2 separate regions of the Ovis aries genome follow, and region 2 is linked to region 1. The links are chromatin contacts, called in public Hi-C maps. All regions are on one chromosome and are shown on one strand. Each heading gives the region's core, a stretch centred on a gene start, on an enhancer-like site or on the middle of the called end of the contact. The rest is flanking DNA. Distances are from core to core; before and after follow the strand shown.

Region 1 (6,128 bases), core at 1,588-4,087:
ACTTCACAAAGTCAAATAGATGAAAACTCCCCAAACAAGTCAGTATTTATTCAATAGCTTAGACAACTTGACTGTCAGTGTTCAAGTGGGAAACACATGATAATTGGAAAATCAGACCATTTCTGCCACCGTGAGGGTGAGACTTCAATATAGACTTTGCACAACACTTGTACAGATCATACACCGGCTGTGTTTAATATGTAACATTTTCACACGTATTAAAGATACAGAAGTATTAAAAAACAATGTATTTGCTTAAAAGGCACAAGTTTCTCGCGTATCTATCTAGCTATCTGTTGGTAACACAGAAGGTATATTACTTTTTTAAAAGTGGGCGAAATTCTTGTGTATGTACATTTGTGTGTATAGTATGTGTATGTGTGTGTGTGTATATATATATATACATATATATGAATAATATATAAATATTTTTTTAAGGAGAAATTAGAATGTATAGCTAGAAAATTCCACAGCCTGTAAAGACCTATTTCAAAATGGCCATAAAGGAGGTAAAAATGAAAACTATAACTTTTATAAAGGCTTTATCTTTCATTTAACTATTTGCCACAGGCCCTTGGCATCAGATCTCTTCCAGACTGCCAAGTCACTCATCGTAATTGGTGGGTCTGGGATAGGGTCCCTTGGCCATTCAGAACTGCCATGAACGGAATACTAGCCCGCTGGTTGTTTGGTCTCAGACACACTAAGGTTTTGATTTCAAATGTCAGCCTTATTGAAGATCTAACCTAAAAGTAAGCTAATCACAGAGATTCTTTTTGAGAGCATTTTTTATGCAGATGAAGCTATTTTTTTTCCAGCACATAGATTCTTCCAGTTTTTCCAACAAGTAATTTCCCCGAATTGGCATACCACAGCATGGACAGCTGATCCTCCATGCAGCTGCTGGTCAAGGGTGTGGATCTTCTCTTTATATATATTTATATATATATATATATATATGCACATAAGTCTGGCTGGGCTGGTATTTTGTTTGATCTTCCTGAAAATGAGCAATGGTAAAAGCTCATATAACTGGTTTGTTTGTTTTGTTTTTTTAATCTGGGCTGATGGATACACTTACCTAAAGAAATTATTTTGCTGAGGGGGAAAATGCACTTTTTTCTTTTGGCAGTTCCAAATCCAGACACTTGATTTGCTGGATTTTGGAGGAAAAAAAAAAAAACTCCTTTTTTGGCCCTGCTGTGTGCTTAGCCATAACAGTTCCATTAAGCAAGAAGGTAAACAAAAGACAAAAAATAAAAAACTTGCACTGGCTTGTCTCACTTATGAAACACCGTGGAGTGGTTTGATTGGGTGGGGCTGGGTGCCATGTATGTCAATGCCTGTAATTTTCATAATAAGCAAGTACATAAAGAATTACAATTCTGTTCAGGTGATAACTGAGCCTCAATCAAGCAGAAACTTTTTGCTTGACATTAAAAAAAAATTTCTATTAGTGAAATTTCTTTCTTTTTATTTTGAAGCACCCTGTTATCTGAAAAAAAATCTTTGTAAGATTTTTGTAAAATTTTGTTTTACAAGATTTTATTTGAAATTGTTTTTTGCAAGATTGTTATATTTCTGTATGAATGTATTTTTTATTGGAATAACATAAAAGAATTCTTATCAGCATCTTGAGTCTGGCTGTTTTGTGTGTGGCGGGGTGGTGTGGAGGGAGGGAGTGTTGAAACAAATTCCTGCCAGATTAATCACGGGGCTCCTCCTTGGGAAATCTTCCTTATGCAACCCCAGCAGCCACTTGCCTGTCTCCCTCCCACTCACCGTCCTGGCAGCAAAGGTGGAAATAGGAGCCTGGGGTTGGTCCCCTGATGCGCACTGGGTTCTCCAGGGCCTGGCCACCAGGCTTTGGGGCTCAGGAGGAAACTCTGGCTGTGCTTTCACTTGTCACTCCAGCCTGGGAATAAACTGCAGAGGCTTCCGAGGAACGAGGAACGTGGAACAAGCACCTCCTGTTCACTTCCGATGTTCCTGGGGACCTGTTCAAGGTCAGATGCTCCTCGGCACCTGTTCCAGAGATGGGGGCCACCCCCAACCTGGCCTGAACACCTGGCTGGGTTGTCACCCAAGAGGGTGGAAAGGACACAGTGGGGACAGCAGGCCCCAGAGCCATCCCTCTGGCCTTCAGGACACCCTCCCTTACCTCTCCTGCCCTACCATCACCTTCTCTGGTCAGACCAGCAAAATAGGGCAGGAGGTGAAAGATTATTTACCTGATAGACCAATTTTTTTGTTGTTGTTGTTTTCCCTTTAGGCAGATGGGATTCATTCAACGCAAATTTTTTTTTTTTTGAAAATAGGGTAGCTTTTGGTTTTCTAGAAACATTTCCCAGCATGAGATCATAATCCTGCTGTGTGATGAGTGGCAAACGAGTTTGTGTTCAGATCATGTTAAGCTCCTTAGTGGGGACAGGGTGGAACTGGTGTGTGCCTGCTAGAGGGGGCAGTGGGATGCTGGAAATTTCCGAGAGATTGAGCTTAAGCTCGTTCTTAGTTTAGGGAAGTTCTCTAGTTGTTGCAGGAAGGGCCCCCTGCGTCTGTAGCGGTTCTACATTTGGCCTCGTGAGCAGGGTTTACACAAGCTGCCTCTTAATTTGATAATTGGGGAGGAGAAGCTGAAGTGCGTCCCCAGATTAGGAATGTTAAGTAATTTTCTTTCTAGAACTGCGGTAAAAATATCAGCCATTCGAAAGGAGTGTGGTGTGGGAGGGTGAAGGAAGCAGATGCAGTTTTTGCCAGGACTCTTGGGTGTGTTGTGTTCAAAGCACATGTCAGGATGACTAATAGTTGGATTGCCCCGACTGTAGCGCTAAATAAAGGCTTGATAATGCATTCTCGACTACTAGCGAGACTTGACCACTTTGTCATGCGAGGACTATGCCGAACAGCCCAGTTATGTTCAAATAAGGCTGCTAGGAGAACTGCCATGCAAGGAATCAGCTGTAAACCAAGGATATTTATAGAAGGACAAAAATTTTCACTCTGCTTAACAAAAGTGTTGAAACCTAGCTAAAAGAAAAGATCTGTTCTGTGTGCTTTTGGACAATTTGCTGAGCCACACTGGACCTCAGCTTTCTTATTGCTGAAATATTTTGGGCTTAGTCACATGTATCTAGCGTTTTGTAGAGCACTGCAATTCTGTGGTCTGTGAGTATAGGGTGGACTTCAAATTACACGTCCACCCTCCTCGGAATGCTCCGCTCAGATCTAGAAAGTTCTCTCACGCCACAGTAGACGGTATTGTTGAGAAAATTGCTCTGACTTAGAATGGAAAGGGGAACGTTCTCAAATATCCCTTTGCCCCTTTAATTACAGTTAAGTTATTTAGACATTTGGTGCCATAATACATACCATTTTTTAAAATTCAAAACAAAAACAAAAAACAACTCTTTGAAAACAGCCATTGTAGCCACGGCAGGCCCAAAGCCTCTAAGTTCTCCCAGCTCACCAATCCCATGGCACAGGTTCCCAGCTGACCTGTGTGCCCAGAGGGCGGGGGAGGTGATGGAGTCAGGTTGTTTACTTTTATATTTTAATTGCTGTGGAGAAAGAACGTAGCTTTCCTATGTAACTTCCTTCTTAGTTTTTAACCTTATGCCACCATGAGCTATTTTTTTTCTCTAAGTTTTAAAAAATTGCATCTATGTATTATTTTATTTTTTTATCTTTGGCTGTGCTGGGTCTTCACCACCGCAAAGGCTTTTTTCTAGTTGTGGTGCCACAGTTCCTCACTACGGCGGCTTCTCTTGTTACAGAGCACAGACTCTCAGATACACAGGCTTCAGTAGTTGTGGCTTGTGGTAAGCTAGGCTTTTTTTTTTTTAACAACTTTCCTTCCCAACTTGAAATATTCCCCTCGTCAAACTGGGTGATGATGAAAGCGATAGTATCTACCATTTGTTATGTCTTAACTACGAACTGGGGAGGGAATATGTTATATATGTGTGTCTGTGTGTGACTTCATATATATTTCCCAGTGTACTTCACATGGCAGACTTTATCCCCATTTCACAGGTGAGGACTACTGAGGCACCACTAGATGAAGCTGCTTTTTCTAGGTGGCTCAGTAGGACGCATCAGGCCTGGCATCCAGGCCACGTCTCTCAAATGCCAAAGACCAAAGGTTTAATCACCCTCTGGCACTAGTTTCTGTCTCACCAGAGCCTTCCACTCATCCTGATGGATTTACCTTAAAATGAAGTTACGTTTAAGAAAGGGAGACAGAACTTTCTTATAATTCAGAAACACTGAAGCTATAAACTGTGCTGTAATCCTAAGCAAACAAAAGTAACCATTTTGAATTGCTTTCAAGAAATGAGACAGATGGCACGTATTTATTTTTAATGTTTAAGAAGCTCGAGAAAGCAGTCGGGGATGTGATATCCTACATTAATTGGCAAGCATCACCTAATGTACATAGTTAAGACACAAAGAGAAGAAAATTAGGTCCATGCATCACATAAATGAGGCAATACAGCAAAGTGTATTTAACCAGATTTATTTTATAACATGGTCTCTCTGTTTCACTCTAAGTAATTTTAATGAGAATTCTCTAAATGTCTATGAATGGTAAGAGACAAAGACGAGATGGAGTCTGGGTACTGCATGTCCTCATAGGAGCCATGCTGGATTGAGCAGTAAGCACAGAATTTTCAATAAAAGTCAGATTTAACTAGAATGCCCTTTGTCACTGTGAGTTCCTGCACATTCATGTTGCTAAACCTTGTGCTGACTTCCCTTTACATAATTGCACTAAAAAAAAAAAAGATGTCATATGATCTAGAACTCTTACTTAAATTCGTAGCTCCCATCCGAAGGTGACGTGAACAAACAATTAGTAACTTTTTACAAGGCTTAGCTGCTGACAGTGGATCGTGTTCACCATGATGCAGAAATCACATCTTGGAAGCTCTGTAATTGCTTGCTTTCCAAGCACCCATGCTGGTGACTTGCATGTATGGATTGAGCCTAGCTCTGTTTCCCTTGATTTCTTAAGCTTCATGTTACCACATTTCATTGTGGTTGTGCAAGACTTGCTTCCAGATGCACAAGATAGGTGATGACAAGCATGGGCTTTATCAATTAACTCACCGTAAAAAAAGGCGGCCCTGCCTGGGTGTCGTTTGCCGACTGCATGGCCGTGGAGATGGCAGAGTGGTGACCCTGTGGGGGTAGGTGAAGTGGCAGTAAGTAAGCTGTGCCCTGTCTTCCCTTTCAGCAGGAATTTGACAAAATCTTCATCAACTGTCACCTCTATGTTCACTCAGTTTACCATCCTCCCCAAAATAGGTCATTTACTTGAAAGTTCAAAAGCTGTGTGACTTCCCAAGAGACATATATGTATACATGTGTGAGTGTTTTAACTGTAAAACTTTAACTCTTTGTGGTAAACTTGCCTTTGGGCAACATTCAGATAGAGAAAATTTTTAGTTGAAGAAAATGGAAGAGAATCTCAATGTTTCCTAAGGACTGAACTGTGATGATACGGTTTGGAATGTCTGTCTGTCGTCCAGCTACATCAGATGATGGAGAGGGGGTGACAGGAGCTGAGACCTCTGAGAGTCCGGCGTGGGTGAGGCTGCCCCTGCCACCTGAATGAGCCCCAGTAAAGCCAGGATGGGCCTCTGCTTGGTGAAGAGTAGCCCGTGAGGATGGCCCAGGGGATCACCACCCACCTCCTGGGTTTCTCCAGCCCCTGCTGCAGGGCGCATTTGACGTGACTCAGGAGGAGGGGACAAAGGGAGCAGGTTCAGTCCCATTTTGGCCAGAAATGTTTATGGCGTTTGAGAGAGGAAGGCTTACTGGCAGCTTCTGGTTCATCATTAATCAGTCATGACCCACCCACTGGGCACTTCCCGTAGGTAACAAGGAGCTTGCCTTTTAAGGAGGTGAGAATTCCAGCAAGTAGTCCAAATGGCACCTGGAAATGAAGAGACAGGACGAGGATGGGGAAAGTCGTTCAGGGAACGTCGTTCACCTTTCTTTATGGTGACTTTCCTTGGAAATCCTTAACAGTAGCCTATGCTAAGAATTGTGTGTTTTTAAGGGAATCCTATTAATTGTATTTTGCAGAGACTGGGCAGGTATTACCCTATTGTGTTCCTAGGAGG
Region 2 (5,881 bases), core at 1,804-4,303, 110 kb after region 1:
ATAATGCCCTCATTTAGGGTAGGACAAAGAGAATTAATTAAATGTGAAAAAGTGAGACGCAGAGGTCAGATGTAGGATAGGACTTCCTGTCTGTGAATGTGGCTTCACACCCAGGCTTGTGCTGGGGGTGGATTAGGATGCGTGCAAACCTTTGTAGATTAGTTCTGTTTATATTCTTCTGGCTTCAGAGCCCGTGGTGTCCTGGAGGCCCCAGTTATGGAGGATCTCTCAAGGACCACGTGCACACCAAGGTGCTCCAGGTTTATGATTTCATTACAGTTATTTTCTGAAGAGAGGAATAGTAAGGTTGTTTAGAGAAAGGTATACAGCAAGGTTCATATCTAAATGGAATGCCTGAAAATGAATATTCTAGCAACTATCCATTGTTTTTGTGCTAAATTTGCTTTTTTTAAAAAAATGAACCCAAATTAGACTTTCACATCTAAAAATGCTTTCCAATGTGGGCTCATCCTTTCTCTCCATTCTTTTGATGAATTTCTGTGACTGTACCAATCATTAAGAAAACCTTGCTTTTTAAAGAAACAAGGCATCCTTAGCTCTTGAGCAACTTTGCCAGGCACAGGAGGGAAGGGTGTTGTTTCTTTGGCAGCAACTCCCATCTGTCTGGCCTCTGCCCCCTCAAATGGAAAATGGGTTAATTAGTTAATTAGAGGCCTGGTGTTCCCCTCATGGAAGCTGTTACATCCGTCTAGTATGTCTTAGGAAGCCACACCAGTTCTCACGCCTGCAAGACACTTTGTGAATATTTATACCAGGTTAGTGGCCTATCTGCTGTAGCGGCTGGAACTCTGCTGTTATGGAACCACCCAGCCACATCCAGCTACATGCCCAGGGATATATTAATGTATCATGCACTGTGAGGTCACATCCTCAACCTGTCCTTTGTGCATTTCTCTGGCTGTAGACCTCTTCTCAGTACATGCAGCTGTTATAAACCCTTCTGAAAGATCTGATCCCAATCCATCTACCTAACCCCATGTGCTTCTACCAGATAGATACCAGAAAGATTTTTACTGGCAATATAGCCACAGTGAAATTATTGGACAGTGAAACAGGATAATATTTTTATGTATAAAAACAGTTGTGGGCTATTTGAACCCAGGGAGATGTGCCAAGTGTGGACATGTTTGCCAGGACCAAATATCAAAGGCCATTTGTCAGGGACGGGTGTGCTCCAGGGCATTTTTGATAGGACCAAATCTCCAAGACCTTCTGGTGTCTCCTAACCTGTGACTCTCAACTTTCTGACTCCAGTCATAACCTTCTCTACACACTTTTATTCAGTTGCCTATTTGGCAGATCCACTTAGATGTTTATCAGCATCTTAAACTTACCAGAATGTTATCTTGTCACCCCGTCTTCCCCATCTCAGAACACACATCAGTAAACACAGTTGCTGAAGCTAAAACACTGGAAACAGCATGCTTCCAGAACCTCTCTCAAATCCCCCTTCCTTCCATCTTTCCTTCAGGTACAGCATCATCTCTTCCTGAACCCCCTCACATTTTTTCTTACGGGGTCTTCTTTATTTATTCTTTATTCTTCCTGCATACCTTTCTCCACACAGCCACCGAGGTGAGCTACAAAAAAATTGTAATCAGACAGTACCATCTTCTTCTCATATCCTACCAGTGGCTTCTGCGTATTTGTACCTAAGTGGTCCTGTGTGATGGGGCACCCACCCTCTCCCACCTGTGTTCTTTTCCCACCACCCCTGCTCCCTTAGTGTCCACTCTCACCCTGGTCACACTGGACTTCTTGGTGTTGCTAAAACAGCTTAAGCTCCTTCTTAGATTGTTGTTGTTGTTCAGTCTCTAAGTTGTGTCTGACTCTTTGCGATCCCATGGACTGCAGCATGCCAGGCTTCCATTCTTCACTATCACCTGGAGCTTGCTCAGACTCATGTCCACGGAGTTGGTGATGCCATCCAACCATCTCATTCTGTGTCACCCCCTTCTCGTCTTGCCTTCTATCTTTGCCAGCATCAGAGTCTTTCCCAGTGAGTCAGCTCTTCACATCAGGTGGCCAAAGTATTGGAGCTTCAGCATCAGTCCTTCCAATGAATATTCAGGGTTGATCTCCTTTGGGATTAACTGGTTTGATCATCTTGCTGTCCAAGGGATTCTCAAGAATCTTCTCCAGCACCACAGTTTGAAAGCATCAATTCTCTAGCACTCAGCCTTCCTAATGGTCCAACACTCATATCCGAACATGACTACTGGAGAAACCCCAGCATTGACTATATGGGCCTTTGTTGGCAAAGTGATATCTTTGCTTTTTAATGCATTGTCTAGGTCTGTTGTAGCTTTCTTTTCAAAGAGCAAGTGTCTTCAAATGTCATGGCTGCTGTCATCATCCACAGTGATTTTGGAGCCCAAGTAAAGAAAATCTATCATTGTTTCCATTTTTTCCCCCATCTGTTTGCCATGAAGTGATGGGACCAGATGCAGTGATCTTAATTATTTGGAATGTTGAGTTTTGAGCCAGCTTTTTCACTCTCCTCTTTCACCTTCATTAAGAGACTCTTTAGTTCCTCTTCACTTTCTGCCATTAGAATGGTATCTGAGGTTGTTGGTATTTCTCCTGGCAATCTTCATTCCAGTTTGTGATTCATCCACCCTGGCATTTCACATGATGTACTCTGCATGTAAGTTCAATAAACAGGGTGACAGTATACAGCCTTGACATGCTCCTTTCCCAACTTTGAACCAGTCCATTGTTTCATGTCTAGTTCTAACTCTTGTTTCTTGATCTTCATGCTTGGTATTTGGGTTCGAGCCTTTAAATGAGTCACGTGGCTGACTCTTGTCCGGGCTTGGTTTCATGTCACCTCTCAGAGGGGCCTTTCCGCATGACATCGTCTAAAGCAGTCTGCTGAATCGTTGTCATTGCTTCTCTCTGTTTTTATCATGTCACCGCTCTGCTTCTGACATTGAAGTTTTCATTTGTCTGTTGTCCTTCTTTTTCCCTTCTAATGGAAGCTCCTTGAGTTGGACTGCTCTGCTTACTCATCGTGGCAGCCCTGGAATCCAGAATAATGTCTCATATTACCAGAGGCTCACAAATTGTGTAGTGAGTGAGTGGATGAACTGATGACTATTTCTTCAATTTAAGTAGAATCCAAAGTTGGATAAACACAGGAGAGAAGGATAACCTTCACTCATGTTCTGCTTTTGACAGTCAGTCCCTAACTCAGCCATATTTTCACCTCTCTCTCTCTCACCCCCTCCCATCCCCCATCCACATAAATGCAAGCTCATGTATCTGTTTGTATGTGGTATATTCTTCATGGCTTTCCTTGCTGTATTGAATACCCAGTGTATTAAGACCACAGTCTTTCAACCAGTGTCCTGATCATGTGTAAACTTAAAAAAGACGAATCATAGTATATAAAATAACCTACAAGTAAGAGGGAAGAGGTTGGCTTGTAAGAGGGAAAGAATGCCTGCTTTTTTCAAAAAGCGGAGAATGGAGCAGAGGAGCAAAGTCTGCTTGATTACTGATCCATTTCATCTCCTTTTCCTTTCTGAAAGATTTCCAGAAACCATGGGATTTCAAAGTCATGTTCTTCTGTACTTGGAAATTCTGAATGATATAAATAATTCTCAGTAGGAAATAAAATGACTGATATACATAAATAAGAAAGAAATGTTCTTGGATTGATATTTCCAGAAGTTTTCCAAACCAGCTTCTCGTTTTGGCCTAAGAGCATATAATCAGAATTCCCATCGGCTGACTCAGGCCAGTTAGGGCAAAAACAATGGCAGTTTCAACCTCTTCTCACATTGCCGAAACATGTAGATGATCTCTGAGAATTTGGCAATGTTAGCAGCAAAGGGAAATGATCCAAACATAATACAGGTTGCAAAGGTATGGGAGAAAGAATTCTAGAATGGCGTATATTTTACCATGGTAAGGTTGGCAGACAAAATGGAAAAATAATGACCAATAGGCATTTTAAAAATTATCAGAATTAGATTCCAGACTCCACAGGGGCATCCTTATGCCACAGTGGAAATGTCACTTCTTCCATTGCAGAGAGAAATACTGGATGGAAAAGCAAAAATTGTGGATGAAAAATAATGGGTAGAGGAAAATTATATTCTGCTTCTTTGAATTCCTCTTATAGTCAAGGGTTTATTTTATGACAAAATGCTATTCTTAACAGCCCTTCACTTGGAAACGTTGAAGTTAGAATTGGAAATATATTCTAGTTCGAAGACAAAAAGTAACAATCTCTTTGCACACCTTCCCTGTAAATACCACTGTAGTAGTAAAGTCATATTTCAGAAGAAAATGTAACTCATTCTGCAGCTGTCCCTCACAGCGACACTTGGAAGGTGCTGACTGGTGTCACATGGCAGCCCCAGACAGCACCTGAAGAGCATTTTATGGTGACAGGTCTTGCTCTCACCTTCTTGCTGATGTCATCTTTTTTTTTAGTGAATTTAGTTTTCCGTGTGTAGACATTGTTACCATTTCAGTTTATTCATTTATAGCTTTCAGGTTTACAAAATGTAAAAGGAAAGAAGTTGTTAAACCAAAGCCGTTAATTGTATTTCCTAGTTTGGACATGAGTGACTTCACTTTCTTTTTTTTTTTTTTTTTTTTTTGCGACTTCACTTTCACTTTTCACTTTCATGCATTGGAGAAGGAAGTGGCAACCCACTCCAGTGTTCTTGCCTGGAGAATCCCAGGACGGGGGAGCCTGGCGGGCTGCCGTCTATGGGGTCACACAGAGTTAGACATGACTAAAGCGACTTAGCAGCAGCAGCAGTTTGGAGAAAATATAGGCCAGATCAATAGGCAAAGGGAAGCCTTGGTTAAGAAAGTGGTTTTACAGCTCCTTGCCCTGGTCTGCCCAGGAGGACTCAGAGCACATCATGGACTCAGGGGGCATCACGAGGGAAGGCATTTGGGGCAGTGGTGTGCACGGTGCCCCCTGTGGTGCCCGTTCTGACTCTGCCCCCAGGACACCAGCAGTCAGGTTCTGCTGTGTCTTCCCGCCAGCTGGCCTGCGCCTTGACCCCTGACAGTTGCTGCCATTGGAGCCCTGCTGCAGCTGCACACCCTGTGCTCTCCCCTGCTCTCCTCTCAGAGGAGTCCTCATGCCCGTGCCACTCGACCCCCAGGTCTTGGTCAGCCACCGTCTGCACAGCATTGTGCCCGCTGGATCTTGACTGGGTCCTTTGCTTTGCCTGATTCACAAGTGATGCCATCTCTTGCCCACGTGGAGGGCCAGAAGGAGTTTGGTTGGGGCCGGGCTTCAGGAAGCTCCTCCAAAAGGTTGTCTTCTATGGGCTTTGGGAACAGGTGATGTGCTTATGGTAACTTAAAATGTAAGTGTCCATTTTGAAGTCACACTGGAAGAATTTTGTATTTTCTGTCTCTCTGTGCTCAACTCACTTCTTGCTTTAGAGATGACCAATGTGCCGGTGCTGGGATTGAACTTCCTTTTCACATATGAAGATACTGAAAAAGTTATGAAATATTGAAAAGTAGTCTTACCTCCCTAATGCATGGAAATACATCTCGTCAAAGACTCGTCCAGTCACATTCAGCCAAAACAAATTTATGATTTTATTTTCTTAGTAACGAGAAAAAAGAATACTTATAAATTTTCTAGGTGAAAAGAAAAAATTTTATTAAGTCATTTTAATCTTTTTGTTTGTTTTACTGTGCTCAGTAAGTTTTAGAAATTCTTGTTGTTTTGGAAATGGATACTCTGTTAGCCCCTGTGATGGTTAATTATATGTATCAACTTGAACTGGACGAGGGATATGCAGATAACTGGCAAAACATTCTAAGTGTGCCTTGAGAAAGATTCTGGAAGACGTTAGCATCAGAATCAGTAAAGGAG

Evidence for each region. A called contact is a pair of places that touch in the nucleus more often than the background predicts.
Region 2: a Hi-C map of blood shows a contact between it and region 1, with 4 times the contacts expected there. The contact joins two enhancer-like sites. A contact is called at or near these places in 3 of 16 Hi-C or Micro-C datasets (blood, skin fibroblasts and tail adipose tissue).

What each region holds. Positions count from the first base shown.
Region 1 is chr13:44,189,479-44,195,606 of ARS-UI_Ramb_v3.0, forward strand. It overlaps KLF6 (KLF transcription factor 6), which reads left to right. Exons shown (of 4, transcript XM_012188639.4): 4 at 1-1,632. Among named protein-coding and RNA genes, the nearest start is that of KLF6, 10 kb to the left of the region's middle. Within about 2 kb of position 2,838, at least 27 of the 54 cell types and tissues checked have an H3K27ac peak or open chromatin away from gene starts, as enhancers often do.
Region 2 is chr13:44,302,763-44,308,643 of ARS-UI_Ramb_v3.0, forward strand. No RefSeq gene overlaps it. Among named protein-coding and RNA genes, the nearest start is that of KLF6, 120 kb to the left of the region's middle. Within about 2 kb of position 3,054, at least 2 of the 54 cell types and tissues checked have an H3K27ac peak or open chromatin away from gene starts, as enhancers often do.